Regions from separate parts of the Xenopus laevis genome. Here region 1 is linked to region 2. The links are chromatin contacts, called in public Hi-C maps. All regions are on one chromosome and are shown on one strand. The core of a region is the stretch at or near the end of the contact, and the rest is flanking DNA. Distances in the headings are between cores, read along the strand shown. Region 1 has its middle 34 kb from the start of rab34.L. Region 2 has its middle 38 kb from the start of fam222b.L.

Region 1 (5,462 bases), core at 260-2,759, 190 kb after region 2:
TATACTAAATATAAACATGAACTTACTGCACCACAAGCCTAATCAAACAAATGATTTATGCTTTCAAAGTTGGCTACAGAGGGTCACCATCTTGTAGCTTTTTTAAACATCTTTGCAAGACTAAGACTGTGCACATGCTCAGTGTGGTCTGGGCTGCTTAGGGATCGTCATAAACAAAGCTGCTTGAGTTCTGCATGGCTGGGAAGTAAGGTGAGGGCTCCCCCTGCTGTTCATAAGTATGATTGTTTCCCTGCTCAGCAGTTAGGGACCATCTGACAATTCCTATCCACAGCAGTAAATGAAGGGAGAATTTCACAGTATACAGACAGGTTTATTTTAAAAACGGTACACATTTTTTAATTAAAATATATTGGAGAAAGGTTTCTTTTTCATCATGGGATTTTATTTTTTTGCCTTTACATACCCTTTAAACCCTGACACATACAATAAACCAATTATCTTCCACTCATCTATTTTCCCTTGTTATATATGTAGACTAAAAGGACCAGGGTTAAAAGAAAATATTTTAACTTGAATCTATATAAAAACCTATAATTTACAGAAAAAAAACAACTAAAATACCAGTTAAAAATAACTGTCCAAATGCCATCTTCACCACAAGATTAAAAGGGTACTTGTTCATTCAAGAATCTCACAGCACAAGGTATAAAACTATTACAGAACCTAGCTGTGCAAGCACGAATACTACAATACCTCCTGCCAGATGGCTGGGGATCGAAAAACTTGCAAAAAGGATAAGATAGGTCTGCTACTGGGCTAGTAACCTTGCTAGCACACCATTTGTTAAAAACATCGTCAGTCCATGGTAAAGTCTCATCAATAATCTCACTTGCTGTTTTCACAATCTTTTGCAACCTTCTGCAATCGGCACCACTACAGTTTCCATACCACACTATGATGGAGTTTGTCAATAGCTCCTCTGTAAAATGGCACCAATACACTCTTAGGGAAATTTACTTTCTTCAGCCGTTGTTGTGCCTTGACTGCCACTGTCCTCCAACAGAGAACAGCAGCTGTGAAAACACCCCTCCCCCCCACACCACTACAGGGGACAGGCAAGACTTCTGTCAGGGACCATGTCAACTTTGGGGACAGGGCTTCCCAAAAAGAAGTTTGAATTGGGTGGACTGTGACAAGTTTTGGGCAGATTACAGTCCAGGCCCAGACTGGCTATCTGTGGATTTGGGCAAATGCCAGAGGGGTGGCTGTAAAATCCTATAGAAAGTAACTATTTACTGGGCTTGTGGGGGGCTTTTTGGGCCTCTGTGTACTTGAAATGCCAAGGCCTATTTTGCATGCCAGTCCAGACCTAGCATGGTCTTTTAGGGATATGGAGCCCCAATCCCATGTATGGGTCCCCAGGAGGATTGCCACCTTTTCAGCCAAAGTCCACTGGCCTGGGTGGGTGTATGGGGTCGTGCCATCAAGTAGAGGTAAAATGGGCTGGGGATCTGGTAAGTATAGGACCTAGGACTGCCAGAAAGGGGCAGAACAGAGGCAGGCTGGGGGGCAGTCGATTGGTTATTACAAATTTACTGGCAACTACATTGCTGCTAAATTTGTAATACCGGCCCTGGATGGTATTTCATCAGCTAGGCCAGTGAAATACCAGCCAAGTCCTGGTAAATTGCCAAACAAGAACTTACATTCTGCCTGGCCCACCTCCAATCCTTAGTTAGAAACTGACACTCTCATGCCCATCTCTCTCCCTGCCGTACTCACCTAATTTCTGTTTGATTGGACCTGATCAGTCCCGCCCCAACTCCTTTATGTCATAGTCCCTCCTCTCACTGTCCTGTACCTAGGCTTGCCACCTTTTCTGGAAAAAAATACCGGCCTTCCTATATATCTATCTTTTTTCCCTATTAATAACATTGGTATCAACCATCATTTTTACCGGCCAGGTACTGGGCCACAATTTTGTTGCACACAAAGTATCAAACCTAGAAGGGGACTGGAATGATGCACAACAGACAATGCATAACAGATTATAATTCACAAGCTTTTTTAGGGGTAAAGCACGAAAAAAATCGCTACAGGACCAGGTAACCTTGGTATAATACAGAAATGCTAACGCCTGTACTCAAATTAAAACTACAGGCTCTGTGCAAGAAGGGGGAATAGCTGCTGGCTGCAGAGGTCCAGCTCTAATTACTAATTGTAAAGTGTTGTGCTGGTCCTGATTGCACATGCAGGGGGTAGGCTGAGAACAGTAGGGCACAATGGGAAATCTTTAACAGTTCGACCCCAGCTAATCAAATACCATTTTTATTGCTGTTAAATGCCCATGTGATGACATGTTGCTTCTGATTCATAATCTCTAGTAATTACTATAGGCCCTAGAGTAATTAGCCACATGGGTGTTGAGGGGAGTGAGAGTTTGTTGCTGAGGGGCATGGGGGATGGAGTCACCTTCTTTGTTTTTCAGACAATGCAAAAAGTCTCCTTTGTACATTAACAACCATGCACTAAAGCTAGAGACTGGGCAGTCTAGTCTGCTGGGGACCAAAACACATCAAACAGTAGACACTGGTCTTAGTGGGTGGGGAGAAGAAGACGCCTTTCATTCCAGCCATCATCAAAGCCACTTTTAGTTGATCACAGCATTGGTCTGACCTCTATGAATGCAGGACTGTCTCACAGAAGCTAAATTAACCAGTAAGGTTAGGTTTTAAAAGCTGGTTATCAATGACCTATTTATTAGACAAAACTAAGTAGTATTGGTATGGATTTATTTTGATCGTTTTGATATAAAACAACATTATACAAGCACCAAACTACCTTTTCCTCTTTTGCAGGAAAGATGTATTAGGGCTCATTTACAACATTCCCGAGGCACTGATGTCAAGTAGTGTTGTGCACTTGTGAAGTGATGGATTCATCACTATACATAGGAAAGGGACATGAAGTCCTAGAATCCATCACTTCACAGTGGTTGAGTTGAGAGTTGTATGACACTGGGAGGCTATGGATACACGTGCAGATCTTCGATGCGGTTTGCACTGTGTTGCCATTGCATTAACATTGCCTTAGCTTAAAGGGCATGTAAAGGCAAAAAAATAAAATCCCATTTTTACTTTCTTTAATGAAAAAGAAAACAATTTCCAATATACTTTAATTAAAAAATGTGTACCATTTTTATAAGAAACCTAATTGTATGCAGTGAAATTCTCCCTTCATTTACTGCTGTGGATAGGAATTGTCAGATGGTCCCTAACTGCTGAGCAGTATGAAACAATCATACTTATGAACAGCAGGGGGAGCAGCTTTGTTTATGATGATCCGTAAGCAGCCCAGACCACACTGAGCATGTGCACAGTCTTAGTCTTGCAAAGATGTTTAACAAAGTTACAAGATGGTGACCCCCTGTAGCCAACTTTGAAAGCATAAATTATTTGTTTGATTAGGCTTGTGGTGCAGTAAGTTCATGTTTATATTTAGTATACAAAATACAGGATTTCTAGCCTTATTCGATTTTAGACTTTACATGCCCTTTAAAGTACTTGCGGTATCTATGCATCGGTCAGCTTTTTTAAAAAACCGCGGAGCGAACCGCGCCAAAAAACACAGCGAGGATCTGCATGTGTGTCCATAGCCTAAGCCTACGGGGGCAGATTAAATGTCAGAGACAAACTATCATGATCCTTTCAATCTGTGGCATCAGGTATGTTGTGTAAGACAAAAACGATTTATTTCTGTTTATGGTGTGTTTTTATCCAAAATGCAGATCTATTTACCATTGATTGAAGAACTGTAAGGCAACAGATATTATCAATGTCCACTGGAGATCAGCTGTTAATGTATACCTAATAGTCATGTGCAGGTTGACCCAAAATCCGCAGTGACCCAAGGGTTGACCACCTGTCAGACAGCCTTGGGTTGAAACTTGGCCAATCATTGCAGGTTAGGGTTGGGTCAGACTGCTCCCAAAGATTCCCTGTCTTGGAGCCAGAGGCCCGCACATAAGTAATGTACAGAAGGAAAAGATTTGGGTACAGGTTGGGTGTGGGTTGACTGCTCCCAAAGATTCCCTGTCTTGGAACCAGAGGCCCGCAAGAAATGTACAGAACGAGAAGACTCAGGTATGGTTGGGTATGGGTTAAGGTTTTGCAGGTTAGAGTTGAGTGCGGGGGTGAGATTTCCCTGACACTAATACAAAAATATTTACAAACAAGTTTCCTGTAGGAGTGGGACGAGTTAAAATGGTCATACACAGGCTGACATATGCATGGGGTCAATCTCATGTTTGATCACATAGAGCTGTTTATGTAGTCTTCTTCTGATGGTTCTGCATGGGTTTGCATTATGACCTAGATATTGCCTTAGAAGCCAAATTATTCTATGTCCTCATTTTGGTCCACTACATGGGTGATCAAATTGGTTAATGACCAACATATTTAGGGAACTTGCCAAATAATGGCATCTTTAGGTGTAGGAACAGATTTAGACAGAGAGAATATAAGGAATTTAGTTCATCTTAAAAATTAAAGATTTTCTAAGTTCCTTTACTGAAATGATGGAGAAGGAATGTGAGTATTCCCTATATATAATAATGTATAATCACTATGAACCCTTTTTTCTTCATAGTTGAACCTCTCTTTAGAGCCTTTAAAAAATGTGTTCTTCATCAGTCACAAGAGGACAGGAGACACACTATTTCATTTCTCATTTCACTTTTCTCATTTACTTCATGCCAACATTGGTTCTATCCATCCACAGTGACTGTAAGTAGAAAGTAAAAACAATGTATAAACAAAGGGGCAAATGCCATTCCTATCAGAACTTTTCAAAAGTACATATTCTATCAAATAACAGCTTGTGAATAGATTAAAGATTTATCAGTAAGCAATATCAGTAGATTGTTATGATACCGTTACAGAGGTTATCATTTAATTTTTTAGGAAACATGTTGCTTTTTAGTACGGAGAATGGGCAACATGAATCACAGAGCTTGACACTTTACCAGGCTTATTATAAATACTTAAGCACAGAGGGGAATGTTCTCCCTTGAGGGAGGGCAACAGCATCAGAGGCACAAAGGATATTGTCCTTATTGGGTACATATAGACTATATAGGTCTTATACAATTAATTTGGTAGATTGTTAAGGCCTGGGGGGCGTCCTTAGAAGCAGGATCTTTTATAGCCCAAACAATCCCCTCCAGGATTAATACATTTTCTGGGTAACTGGTAGAGGTGAAAAGTAGTTTTGGACATGGCCTTCTTAAAAGAGGGCAAGAAACTAAGACCTAACCTTGGTGGTGTGTATTCCCACAGCCATACATCCCCAAAGCTCACCTACAATGAGATTTAAGGTTGACTTTCTGGAGTATTAAGGAGAGTAAACAAACACTCTAACCTGGGGGTCCCCAACCTTTTATACCTGTGAACCACATTCAAATGTAAAAAGAGTTAGGGAGCAACCCAAGCATGAAAAAAGTT
Region 2 (4,866 bases), core at 2,346-4,845:
TGTCTGCTTGTTTTCATTTAAAATTCTCTTGTTTCATGGTGCATATACTGTGTATATAGTGAATAATGTACCCCCTGTTGTAAAATATAAGGATATTATAAGTTACAGCCATATAAAAGTACGGGACAGAAGGCAAGTGTTTTTCTACAGGCCATGGAACTTCGAGGTCACTTCTAATATTTGCTACAGGTACCGGCCTTCCTTCTTTATATTTTTTATCTATTAATAACATTGGGATCAACCATCATTTTTACTGGCCAGGCCAGTAAAATACCGGCCAGGTGGCAACCCTAGCTACAGGGGGTACTTTATTTATTATAATACACACGTTTCAGTCACGTGTCATGTGCCAGAAATGTTATCACTAAGCTCCGATTATATCCGATGACATCACTAAGCACTGTTTATAAGGATTATATATTAAATGAAGTACCCCCTCGTGTAAATTATAAGGATATTATAGGTTACCGAGGAGTTTTATGAGTTTCATATTAAAACACACGAGGCCGAGTATTTTTTATACAGGTCATGGAACTCTGAGGTATCTTCTAATATCCTCATATTTTGCTGCTGGGGTTATTTTTTTATTATAATACACAAGGTTCAGTGAGTCATGTGACAGAAATGACGTCAGAACTGACGGTTTATAAGGATATAATTTACAGGATATTCATGTTTTTGTTTTTTTTTTCTTGCCAATATAATAGGAAAAAGCTGGTGGTCGCATGACAGTTGGTGGCAATGGCAGTTGATATGTAGGTCAGTTTAGAATGGAAGTGTCTAGCGCTGTTCCTGGAATATCCTCTTAACCAAGTTACTTGTTTGATGGAAACCACACATCCCTTCGGTGCTATAACAATAGGCAAGAAAGCTTATTTAATTGATTCTTTTATGGCTGCCTTTATGTGGGATTGGGTATGCCAGGGCTGCATTAGCTTTTAATGAACTCATTAGGTTATGGAAAGTTCAAGAGGTGCTCACAGACCTGCTTGACATTTAGAGAGCAGCTTCCATCAGGGCCAGCATCAGAATTCTAATTGGCAACAACCCGCTGCCTTTCTCTATCTCCCTCTTTCTCTCTCTCTCTCTCCCTCCTGCTTTCTCTACCTCCCTCTTTCTCTCCCTTCCTCTCTCTCCCATTTGCTTTCTCTCTTTTCTGCTTCAATATTTGTGTGTCCTTCCCATTTGTTTCATGAACTGGTTCTTCCTTAAATCAGGTGCGTAAGTGCCCAAATGGAACAGAAACTGAGCACCCTTAAATCCTCACCCTCAGTAACGGGTGCTACCGAGGGAGCAGGTATAATGTCACAGAGGACACAATAGGATCTCTGTATTAATGAGGGAAAGTAGGATTAAATAATTGCATCCATCTTCAGTTGAACAGAAGAAGCTGCTCGGATAAGTAGTGAAAGGTCTTCAGTGATTACTCAGCAAGTCCAGTTGTTTTATATTTACCTATAATAGATATACCATGACCTGGATGAATGAAAATCTTCATAGTCATATTGTATCCTTCATCCTTTTAACAAAAGCCAACACAATTTCTGCTTAATAAAACTGTCCGCTCTTATTATTAACGGGGATTTAAACCTAATGATAACATTTTGCAAGAGCAAAGAATATTCTAAGAATATTTCCAATACAGGTATAGGACCTGTTAACCAGAATGCTTGGGACTTGGGGTTATAGTCACTCATTGTGGACCCTACACAGCCCTCCGACGCTCTAAAAACCCAGAGTACTTCTCTGCTAGTGCTGAAAGGAATCCTTGGGAAATAGTCATAGGATCTGTAATCCAGAAAGCTAAGAACCTGGGGATTGCTGGATAAGGGATCATTCTGTAATTTGGATCTCCATTTTTAAACAAATTGTTGTGTTGGTAATCATGTCATTATATATCAGAAACATGGCAGCCCCTGTGGCCCCACCAAAGAAATGGCTACAAAACATTTGAAATCACGTGGCCCCATACATTTCCCGCCCACACCACAGACATCAGCGCTAAAAACGATATCACACACACACACAAGTTATAAAAAGCCATTGATGGTGAGGGCCCCCTTATAACTTAAATAAAAATGGTGCTAGGGCCCCCATAAAAGTTTTTAAAATATCATTGGTGGTCAGGGCCCCCCATAAGTAAAAAAGATGTTGATGCCAGGGTGCCCCATAAGTTTGTTTTGGCGCAAGGGTCCTCCCCCCTCTTACAAGCTAAAAAGAAACATTGGGGCCCCAGAGAATTTTTTTGTTAAAAAGGTTGTCAGGAGCCTATAGAGTATTAAAATAATACATTGATGACTAGGGGTTTAATAAAATAAAAAAACACATTGTGTTCAGTAGAACTGAACTCGTGGCTTCAGGACAAGTTTGGCTCCTTTCGTGACTTCTGGTCTTTTTGCGGCTTCGGGCCTTTAACTTCAGCAGTTTGAGCCTATGGCAGATGCGGCTCAGCAGTCAGGGGGGGGGCACAGCTGGGCCCCTCCTTTAGGTCTGGGACCGGTATAACAGTCCCCCCTGTGCCACCCTGATGGCGGCCCTGCTACAAACCAAGGGATCACCAACCTAATAAGCCAACAATTGCTTTAAATAGCAAATACATAAAATGCTACTTTTTATCCAAATCCCATTGCTGCTGTTTCACTCTCTCCTTCATTTTCTTCCCACCCCTTCATTTTCTTTATTGTTTCCCTTTTCTTCTCTAACCCGAAACCTCTTTTAATTGCCCCTTCTTTCTAAAGACCAAATTTCAGTCTTACTTTCCCCTTTTAATATCTTTTTCATCTTTTGCTTTTGTTCTTTTACTCCTTCCACTCGGTACAACTTTCCATTTCCAGTGCCCCCACCAATTATTTTGTATCCTCATCTTTGCAGGAAAAAACAGCAGGCCAAAATATAAAGAAATATCTTGCAAGCTTTGTGGTTATGTCATATATATCATTATGGATGTGAGTATATCTGTATTTACATGTATCCTCTGCATGCTTCTCTCCTGGGGACTTTCCTTCCACTAGAAATAGGCCTCTTACAGTTGTAGCAATTATTGTTATTATCAATACAATTGCACCCCCAGTGTGGGAATTCCAATGTTTCCCCAGTTTATTTTCTTGCTACTAAATAGTTTCCACAAATCATTTAGTATTAGGCATTATGGGAAACATTACTTATCAGACATAAATGAAGCTTGTTGGCTGCAGACCTCACACACTGATTTGCAGTTCCGCTGCTAAATGATTCCTAAGTTCCTTCATTTCATTCTGCTGCCATCTAGTGTCACAGAGTTATACTGCAGCCTAGAGCTACTTGTGGCTTCAAAATACCCTGCCATAGACAATACTAAGAATTGCCTCTGGTAAAACACACATAGTGTCTTTGCAAAGCCAATTATCACTATTGTCTATTTGTAGCCGTGACAAGTAGCTGCTCTGTGTGTCTTCACCCTAAGGGTAAGGTCACGCCTGGAGAATCGGGGAGATTAAGTCACCTGGCGACTAATCGCCTCTTCTTTGGGGCGACTAAACTCCCCGAATGGCTTCTTTGTGAGGCAACTTTGGCCAACATTGGAAAACCAAGCGCTGCAAGCGCCATGCCGCATGCATTTTCTCATTCTAGCAGGGGGAAGCCGTTCGGGGAGATTAGCCGATGCGATTAGTCGCCGGGTGACTAAATCTCCCTGAATCTCCAGGTGTGACCTTACCCTAAGGGCAGAGACAGTTGCGGGGAGATTAGTCGCCCGGTGACAGATCTCCTCTTCTTCAGGGCAACTAATCTCCCCGAACTACCTTCGCACCGGCTAGAATGAAAATTGCCGGCAGGATGGTGCTTTGTTTTTCGAAGTCACCCGAAGATTCCTTGTGAAGCAACTTCGAGCGACTTCGGAAAACGAATCGATCCGAGTGGCATCGAGCCAGCGATTTTCATTCTAGCCCGCACAAAGGCAGTTCGGGGAGATTAGTCGCCTTGAAGAAGAGGAGATTTGTCTCCCCGAATGTGACCGTGTGTCTCTGCCCTAAAGTATAAAGCGAGACATTCACTTTTTTTGATATAGAAACCTCCCAACTGTTCCGTTTTCGCAGGACAGTCCCGATTTTGACAGCTCAACCCGCAGTCCCTGATTGTTACTGAAATGTCCCGACTTTCTCTTTGATCTCCTGCACTGAACAGCCAGAAAAAGATACAAAGTTTCTGAAACTTAATTGGCTTTTTGGCTGAGAGCCCAGAATAGATACTTTTGTAAGAATTTAAGATAAGCAGGTCTCTTGGGAAACTGTGACTGGCAGCTTAAAGGGCAATTCACCTTCATTAGCAAAACTGTAATAACACATAAAAACCACAGAAATGTGTTCAAGACCTTCATAACCTGCCAAATTTTGTAAAATGGACATGGTAATTAGGGGTGTGGGGACAAAAATGGGCTTGGCCAAAAGTCTCTGCGCAAATCTTTGTGTCCCTCTTTTTATTTCCAAAATGTTGGGAGGTATGGAAATATCCTGTTCCCAGCAACATTGCCATTGAGCGAAATTCTTCATTTTGTATAGTTTTAGGAATTATTTGACTTCCTCTGTTTTCAAGCTTTCAAATGCGGTCACTGAACCAAGCAGAAGCAGCCAAAAATGATTGCTCGGCAAGGCTACAATTTTATTGTTACTTTTTATTCCTTATTCAGGTCCATCTTCCTGTCCATCATTCAAACCACTGCCTGGTTGCAAAATACAGCATTTCTAGCCTTATTCAATTTTAGACTTTACATGCCCTTTAACCACAAGTCTGAAAAATAAGTCACATTGTTATAAATTGCCCTCTGAATGTAAAATGGAAAACAAACATTTTCTGATTTTTATTATACATTATTGGTCAGTCTGATAAATA

What was found. Hi-C and Micro-C count contacts between places; a contact is called where the count stands out from the background.
Region 1: a contact with region 2 is called in a Hi-C map of the XL177 cell line, with 4 times the contacts expected there. The contact joins two enhancer-like sites.

What each region holds. Positions count from the first base shown.
Region 1 is chr2L:34,164,877-34,170,338 of Xenopus_laevis_v10.1, forward strand. No RefSeq gene overlaps it. Among protein-coding and RNA genes, the nearest start is that of rab34.L, 34 kb to the right of the region's middle. Within about 2 kb of position 1,510, at least 5 of the 7 cell types and tissues checked have an H3K27ac peak or open chromatin away from gene starts, as enhancers often do.
Region 2 is chr2L:33,970,761-33,975,626 of Xenopus_laevis_v10.1, forward strand. No RefSeq gene overlaps it. Among protein-coding and RNA genes, the nearest start is that of fam222b.L, 38 kb to the left of the region's middle. Within about 2 kb of position 3,596, at least 1 of the 7 cell types and tissues checked has an H3K27ac peak or open chromatin away from gene starts, as enhancers often do.